Linked DNA regions of Salmo salar: region 1 is linked to region 2. A link is a contact called in public Hi-C data. All regions are on one chromosome and are shown on one strand. The core of a region is the stretch at or near the end of the contact, and the rest is flanking DNA. Distances in the headings are between cores, read along the strand shown. Region 1 holds the start of LOC106576805 (tubulin--tyrosine ligase). Region 2 holds the start of LOC106576813 (DENN domain-containing protein 10).

Region 1 (4,185 bases), core at 632-3,131, 270 kb before region 2:
AATACTATAACCCCCCCCCCCCATAATACCCAATGACTACAGAATCTAGCAGTACCAGCTGTTAGTAGAAATATGAGCCTTTAGACATGACTGTTTTGTACCTTTTGCTCCAGCAGATGACTTGGCGATCCACACTGTTCCCTCTCCGCTTTCCTTCCTTGAGTGATAAGAGGCCAGGAAAACTTCTCTTTCATCCGTCTTGGGGTTACTTTTCAGGTGGCTTATGCCATTCTTTGCAGGCGCAATGGGAGTGTTGAGGTTAGTAGGATAGATGATGTACGATTCAGGCAACCAGTTGCCGGGATCTGGAAGCTCCGGGCTAGTCTTGATTAACCTGCACAATGTAAAGTAAGAGGATATTGATGATATTTACAGTGTCAGCATGATTTAGTGAAAATTACACTATCAGAGTGAAAATTATTACACTGGAACCCTTTCAACTCGTCAAGGTTTGAAAATGCCTACTTGACTAAAGATGCTTTGCGGCACAACTTGTCTGCTCCTCTGTAATAATTCACCAGTTGCATCAGTCCAGGCTCATGACCTGTGGAGGATAAACAAACGCATGCAGAAAAAAGGGATGAAAAAGTTATTACAATAGGGCGGTGTAAACACAAGAAATCATTTAGCAATCACTTAGGTCCTTCTCCCTCTCCAAGGTCAAACACGGCATTTCAGTGTGTCCAATATAGCCTACTTGTGGCATCTTCTGACCTATCCACTGAGGATATGATTCAGTGACCAAGGATGCATGTGGATACAGTGATATCACCAAAATGTGGTTATAATTTTGTAACAAAGTAGCAATAGACTATAGGCTGCAGGATAATCAAGGCCAAACTCTTGATCATAAACTGAGACAGGGGTGGGCCACAAATGAATAATTCTGAAAAATGATCAGTACTATAAGGGAGTAACTTTGTTTTCACTTTTGCATAATGTAGATGTCCTGGTTTGACTCCCAAGGAGACTGGGCGCATTGCAGTGAGTGCCAGATTAGCACTTGTGATGTGTATCAGCCTATGGGCCTCCATCAGAGGTCTACATCAGCTGTTTCATGCGACACAATTCATGGGTTTAGCTTGAGGGTGAGAACAAGAATGCTGACACTGTAACAAAAGGAATTCAATGCAATGTAAGACCATTTACTGCGTATGCCAAAAGTGTTACTCTTACCAAGCCGTCCAAATGGCAGTCTGTTCCGTTCGCCCAACATCAAATTGAATCGGGGATTATCCTTTTTCAGTCTCTTCCATTGTCCAGTAGCGACGAGAATTTTGGAAACTTCAGCATAAATAGTACTGTTGTCGTCTCGTGCGACAAATGTATACATGGGTGAATTCATAATACCACAATATTATATGTGCAACAAAAAAAAACGATTTGTTTTCAAGCTCCGATGTAGCTAGTTGATTTAGCAGACAGGCTGGCAAGCGCTATCTCGCGGACGGCTGTGGCTGTAGCATGATGATGAGGCAGCCATGTCCAGATTCTGAAAAAAGTGAATGTCTTTCACGATGACAAAAGTCCTACTACATGCTGCATTACTCTGGTCTACATTTCACTCATGTTTCCCCAGATTAGGGTGTGACTACTTGGTCACACGTCTGGTCGAGATCCTCTCTGGGCTTGCTAACTAGCTAGCTAGCTTAGCTGTGAAAGCAATAAATTGCTGTCGATTACTCTGGTAGCTGGATATTTTTTTTCATATTTTTTTGTTTGACTGGTTAACTGTGTAAACTGCTACTTTGCTAAGATTTTATCTGTTTAATTTGAGGACAAATCGACCAAAGAGAAGAAATCCAAAATGTTCTGTTGCAGATCAACGGTTCTTTTATTCTTAGCCCACAGCTGTCATCCATCATCTGTCGTCACATGGAACGTGGATAAACATGACCTGCAATGGATTGTGGTTATTGTAGTCTTTCTATTCTGGTACCTCACTTGAGGTTATCAGATTAAATAAATACATTCTGCAGTGCAAAAAGCAATAAGGTAAATGTTCATTTCTATTTCAATTTGTGTATAACGGAAATATTGATGTACTGTATATCCCAGAAAGCATATAATATATTTTAAAGGGTAATGGCAGAGATTTAAGGGTCAGACGTTTTGGTAGAGAAACATTTGTTTTTGGTCAAGGAGAAACCTCTGTTTGATTGTTTGAAATTGATTCAGATGTAAACCCTGAACAAATGTATAGATTGAATGTATCTCGTTCACTTGAGAGCATGGGCCTAATAATGGTCAGTTGAACTTGCCTCCTATTCAATACCCAGCAGATTATATTAATTAAATAATGAGACATAACATTATAAAGTTAAATGCAATGCAGAGCAATGTCCGGGGTCCAACCCTGTTTGGACATACAGTACCAGTCAAAAGTTTGGACACACCTACTCATTCAAGTGTTTTTCTTTGTTTTTACTATTTTCTAAATTGTAGAATAATAGTGAAGACATCAAAACTATGAAATAACACATGGAATCATATAGTAGCCAAAAAAGTGTTAAACAAATGAAAATATAGCCACCCTTTGCCTTGATGACAGCTTTGCACACTCTTCTCTCTACCAGCTTCAGGAATGCTTTTCCAACAGTCTTGAAGCAATTCCCACATATGCTGAGCACTTGTTGGCTGCTTTTCCTTCACTCTGCAGTCCAACTCATCCCAAACCATCTCAATTAGATTGAGGTTGGGTGATTGTGGAGGCCAGGTCATCTGATGCGACGCCGTCACTCTCCTTCTAGGTCGAAAAGCCCTTACACAGCCTGGAGGTGTGTTGTGGGTCATTGTCCTGTTGAAAAACAAATGACAGTCCTACTAAGCGCAAACCAGATGGGATAGTGTATCGCTGCAGAAAGTTGTTGTAGCCATGGTTAAGTGTGCCTTGAATTCTAAATAAATCACTGACAGTGTCACCAGCCAAGCACCCCTGCACTATCACATCCTCCATGCTTCACAGTGGGAACCACACCTACTACTGTATGCGTCTCTCAAAGACACAGCGGAACCAAACATTTCTAATTTGGACTCATCAGACCAAAGGACAGATTTCCACCGGTCTAATGTCCATTGCTCGTGTTTCTTGGCCCAAGCAAGTCTCTTCCTCTTATCGGTGTCCTTTAGTAGTGGTTTCTTTGCAGCAATTCGACCATGATGGCTGCAATTTCTGAAGCTGGTAACTCTAATGAACTTATCCTCGGCAGCAGAGGTAACTCTGGGTCTTCCTTTCTTGTGGTGGTCCTCATGAGAGCCAGTTTCATCATAGCGCTTGATGGTTGCGACTGCACTTGAACAAATTTTCAAAGTTCTTGAAATGTTACGCCTTGACTGACCTTCATTTCTTAAAGTAATGATGGACTGTCATTTGTCTTTGCTTATTTGAGCTGTTCTTGCCATAATATGGACTTGGTCTTTTACCAAATAGGGCTGTCTTCTGTATACCACCCCTACCTTGTCACAACACAACTGATTGGCTCAAATGCATTAAGAAGGAAAGAAATTCCCCAAATTAACTTTTAAGAAGGCACACATCTTAATTGAAATGCATTCCAGGTGACTACCTCATGAAGCTGGTTGAGAGAATCCCAAGAGCTTGCATAGCTGTCATCAAGGCAAAGGGTGACTACTCTGAAGAATCTCAAATATATTTTGATTTGTTTAACACTTTTTTGCTTACTACATGATTCCACTTGTGTTATTTCATAGTTTTGATGTCTTCACTATTATTCTACAATGTAGAAAATAGTGAAAATAAAGAAAAACCCTTGAATGAGTAGGTGTGTCCAAACTTTTGACTGGTACTGTATATAGACTTGACTGACTAGACTGGACTGGAGTATACTTGACTGGACTAATTGGCCTGGACTGACTGGACTTGAACTGAACTTATTGGACTGGATTTTCTGTACTGGCCAAGACTATCCCTAATTAAACTGAACATATTTTCATTCCCAAAGTACAGTAGCAGTTTTCTGGTATTAGCTATATCTTCACCACCAGATGGCATCATGCACTTGCATTGAGAGGGGAGGGCTCAGGGTTATGCCCAGTTCAAATTGTACCCTAGACTATAGTGCCTTAACTCTCCTACACAAGTGTTCACAGGAGGTGTAAACATAAGTCCCATCTAGCCCTCCGCATAGCTACATAGATCTACAAATCCCTGCTTGGTTGAGAAAC
Region 2 (4,604 bases), core at 404-2,903:
AGTACTCGACTGAATGCTGCATACTTCTCAGGGTTGAAGTCCTTTGCTGTGACAACTATTGAAAAATGTGTGACCTAAAAAGAGAGAAATACGAGCAATATAATTTATCATTAGACCTACAAGTTCAAATTATTTCAATGAATGGAGAATTTCAAAACTAACTGTACCTTCTTTAGGGCGGTGGGTTCCTGCACCTCTACAGTGGATATGTAGTACCAGGTACGGCAGAACTGGCCAAACACAAAAGTGTGCAAGCCTCGGCTGTCCTGTCTGAGACAGCACTTACTGAGCAGGACCTCCCGGAGCTCAGCACTGACTGAAGGATAGCACCACACCCACAAGGTGTCTGCATTCACATCTTTCTCTGTGTGGGGAAGAATATGAGAATACTGTGTCATATTACTTTCACAACTCATTAGTATCAATATTACAGATCTTTAACTAAATTAATCTGTTCTCACGCTTACAGGAAGTAAAATCAAAGATGGTAAAATACTTCATCACATTGATATCACAGATGGAACAATGAGACAGATATTTCACTGGATGTATAAATATGAAGCATCTTGTTGGCGTTTCCACTCACTACCAAATATGGTAGTGAGAGGAAGCCCACTGGTGGGAGAAGATGGAACGAGATGGATTTTGGCCAACATTCTGCAAATCTTATCAATTAAACATTGTATCTCAATACAGTTCTGTTCCCAAAACTAGAATCTGTTATGAACAGAACAGACTAAGTTTTGTAGACTTCACCCATTGCCAAAGTTTCTAAAAATGTAGTTCTTTAAAAGGAATTGTAAAGACGAATTGAGTTATTGCATACACACGGTTCACAGCGTAGGCGTTCCCTGACGGAAATATGCTAGAACGCGCCAATAGGATCTCGCTAACTCGTGCTTGGTTCTACACACTATGATTAATTTGCTCCCATTGGAAACGGCAGGCTGTGGTCTATCTTGGGTTAGTTAAACAAATCTTTGTTGATCTCATGTGATGCCAGTCAAAGCCAAACAGAAGCAAACCTGGCACGCTTCAATCAAAAAAGCAGGGTAAAAATAATTAGAAAAGGGGAAAGATATGTCTTTCCTTACCAATTAATCCAACGCTTAACATGAGCTGAGTTTCTGGTGCCGCCATATCCCATCACAGTTCTGTTGTACTGTGGGAGTTGACAATTAGGGACTCATGACAGCTTGTCTTGGGCAAGGAAGTACTTTCACCAAACGAACAGCTAGCTAGCTGTTCCTGACTGTTTGGAGATAGGATGAGCAAGAAAGAAGAGTAAACGCTATGATAAAACATGTTCATTAGCTCTAGCAGGTTAGAGGTTATACCGACATCAACAAATTAGCCACAATGAATGATTAGCTACAAGTAGTTCGACAGTGATAACATTTGATTTGAGAAGCCATGCACAGTTTGATGATAACAGTCTTAGGCTTCTAGCTAGCTACGGTATAGGACACACAAAGTTGATGAAAGTACAGTTACTGTACCCTGTGTCTGGTCCAGATCTGCGATTATTATCGTGTGGATTTAGCGAATCTACAAAATGTATAAATGATTAGCTAACATTGATGCTTTCAAAACACACAAGCATTGTGAACCTATCGCAATTGAGGTCATGTGATCATACGGACAATTTTCTAAATAAAAGTCCCCTGAAAAACTGTTACAGGACGTTTTTCTGATTTAAAAATCACAAAACGTATAGTTAAAAGTTACTCAAACATTTGAAAATGAACAAATATAGATTTACTGTATTATTATTCTTAACTATAGCCTAATGATAACGCTTTTCGTTATAGTGCCCTGTAAAAAACAATACCAACACTGTTGCTGGAAGTATTAGTGGTTTTCTAACTACTGTCCACTCGTAACAGAACAGGATTTAAACATGTTTTGAAGAGAACATTTTCACATTGGCCCCGTCCAGGGATAACTTTGGACGGGACCACAGTGTTTGCACTGTACAAGGCCATAGAGGATAGCGGTGAACCACATGACAGTGTCTGCCTTCCAGCAGAGACCCCAGACTGTGTTTTTGTGTGAGGAGGATGCAACCATGGAACTGAGGGTTAAAACTGTCAAGTACTTCCAAGGCGAGCTCATTTTTTCCCAATGGTCTGTGCTATCTGGCATCCTTGGGAAGTCCTTACCCCATTGAAGTTGACATTTTCAATGGTTAACAAGAGTTGGGGTAGGGTAAGGGTTGGGGTTAGAGTTTAGGGATGTCCCAAGAATCCCGGATAGCATTGAACCTTACCAAATAACTTAATCCCAATGTTTATTTCATGATTGTGCCACTTGCATGGCTTATGAACAAAATCTATTCAGTGTTTTGTGTTATTTTTGGCTTGGGATTTTTTTATTGTATTCAAAACTAAAATGTGAATAAAATGAAAATCTAACTCACTTGACCTATTGTTATTTCCCCTCTAGGAAACCTGCAATGACATAGATGCATGACATGCCTGGATATGAGCAGCATGGAGAACAGTGCCATCTAGTGAAATGAAAATTAAACTATTATTACAGATCATTTAAATGAAAAATATTGAACTTTCAATCATTATTTCGTTTTCAACTCGTGTATTTTGGAAGACTGTAAAAGCAATTTGTTTAATACACATTTCGATGTCCCATTATTAAAATAATTACATGTACTGATTACATGTTTTATTTAATCTACTTACAAATAACCACAAGCACTCAACAATAAGACTTAATACCTCCTACAATAGCATGAAAAGAGGAGGGTAGGAACAATGAAACAGAATAAGGCATCTTGATACAGCCAAATATAGTACCATTTGTGAGTGTTCAAGTAAACGGAGGACTTCTATTTTGAAGCTTTTCCGGCGATTTGGACCCGTTAATGACGCTTATTTTTTCATCCGTACTCCAGGACGACCCACGTGACCTTAATGAAACGGTTGTCTCTGGCTTCCATATGCCGCGTTCAAAACAATTGTAAAATCTAAAATATTCGACTTTAGTGCATTCAAAACAATTGGGAACTTCAAAAAACGAGCTCCGACTGGGATTTTTTTTTTGAACGGTCATCCAACTCGGAATTCCAACTCGGGCCCCTTTCTAGACATGAAGATCACTGACGTCATGATTTGACCTCGTATTTTTCCGCGCTTGGTGCGTTGTCTTCTACAATTCATCTCCTGAAAAATGTATTTTAAACCTAACCACACTGCTAACTTTATGCCTAACACAATGCTTAATTTAAGAACAAAAGGCTCATTTACGTTTTCAGGAATTTTTACAATATAGCCTATGTTGACTTTGTGGCTATGGAATATGATGCTGCAATTTGATGCCCTATGCAGGTGTCGCTCCACCATTTCCTGGTTGCTAAAATTATAATAGTTCGCCTAATTTCAGTTTATGTGACAAAACAAGCAAGTATAGTGGAAAGAATCCTAATACCAACTAAACCGCTGTGAAATATATATTTTCCATGAGAAAAAATATAGCATTTTCAGCTGTTTGAAGCAGGTGTACTAAGCCTAACGTAAAATACAAAAACGAAATTTAAGAACGCATAGAAATTGCACACATAGCACATATCTACTGCTTCTGAGACTTGCTTTCAATGAGAATGACAGATCTATAAAAAACACTTCTATGTGGATTTGATATGTCCCCCCCAAAATGTAAATATTGGAGCTGTAATTCCTTTCATCCCTCAAGATGTATGTCACTGTATCACCAATAAATGTATCTACAATTGTATTTAATTAAACTATGTTTTCACACAATGTCTGATTTTAATTTCACATTAAATTTGTCTCATATGCCTACTGAGCAAATTAATGTATCATAAATATTGAATATAAATTCATATTAATTTGTTGAAACCTACCAGGTACAACCCCAAATCCGTAAACATGGGCACCCTCATAGATATCATCCTAACCAACTTGCCCTCCAAATACACCTCTGCTGTTTTCAACCAAGATCTCAGCAATCACTGCCTCATTGCCCTGCATCCATAATGGGTCTGCGGTCAAACGACCACCCCTCATCACTGTCAAACGCTCCCTAAAACACTTCAGCGAGCAGGCCTTTCTAATCGACCTGGCTGGGGTATCCTGGAATGATATTGACCTCATCCCGTCAGTAGAGGATGCCTGGTTATTCTTTAAAAGTGCCTTCCTCACCATCTTAAATAAGCATGCTCCATTCAAAAAATGTAGAACCAGGAACAGATATAGCCCTTGGTTCACTCCAGACCTGACTGCCCTTGACCAGCACAAAAACATCCTGTGGCATACTGCATTAGCATTGAATAGCCCCAGTGATATGCAACTTTTCAGGAAAGTTAGGAACCAATATACACAGGCAGTTAGGAAAGCTAAGGCTAGCTTTTTCAAACAGAAATTTGCATCCTGTAGCACAAACTCAAAAAGGTTCTGGGACACTGTAAAGTCCATGGAGAATAAGAGCACCTCCTGCACTGAGGCTAGGAAACACTGTTACCACCGATAAATCCACTATAATTGAGAATTGAAATAAGCATTTTTCTACGGCTGGCCAAGCTTTCCACCTGGCTAACCCTACCCCGGTCAACTGCCCGGCACCCCCCA

Evidence for each region. Hi-C and Micro-C count contacts between places; a contact is called where the count stands out from the background.
Region 1: a Hi-C map of muscle shows a contact between it and region 2, with 2.2 times the contacts expected there. The contact joins the promoter of LOC106576805 here to the promoter of LOC106576813 in region 2. A contact is called at or near these places in 2 of 3 Hi-C or Micro-C datasets (gill and muscle).

What each region holds. Positions count from the first base shown.
Region 1 is chrssa18:8,347,132-8,351,316 of Ssal_v3.1, reverse strand. LOC106576805 (tubulin--tyrosine ligase) reads right to left here and starts at 1,881. Exons shown (of 7, transcript XM_014154235.2): 1 at 1,177-1,881; 2 at 466-544; 3 at 102-334. The coding sequence starts at 1,345.
Region 2 is chrssa18:8,075,658-8,080,261 of Ssal_v3.1, reverse strand. LOC106576813 (DENN domain-containing protein 10) reads right to left here and starts at 1,653. Exons shown (of 10, transcript XM_014154252.2): 1 at 1,500-1,653; 2 at 1,095-1,252; 3 at 168-364; 4 at 1-74. The coding sequence starts at 1,140.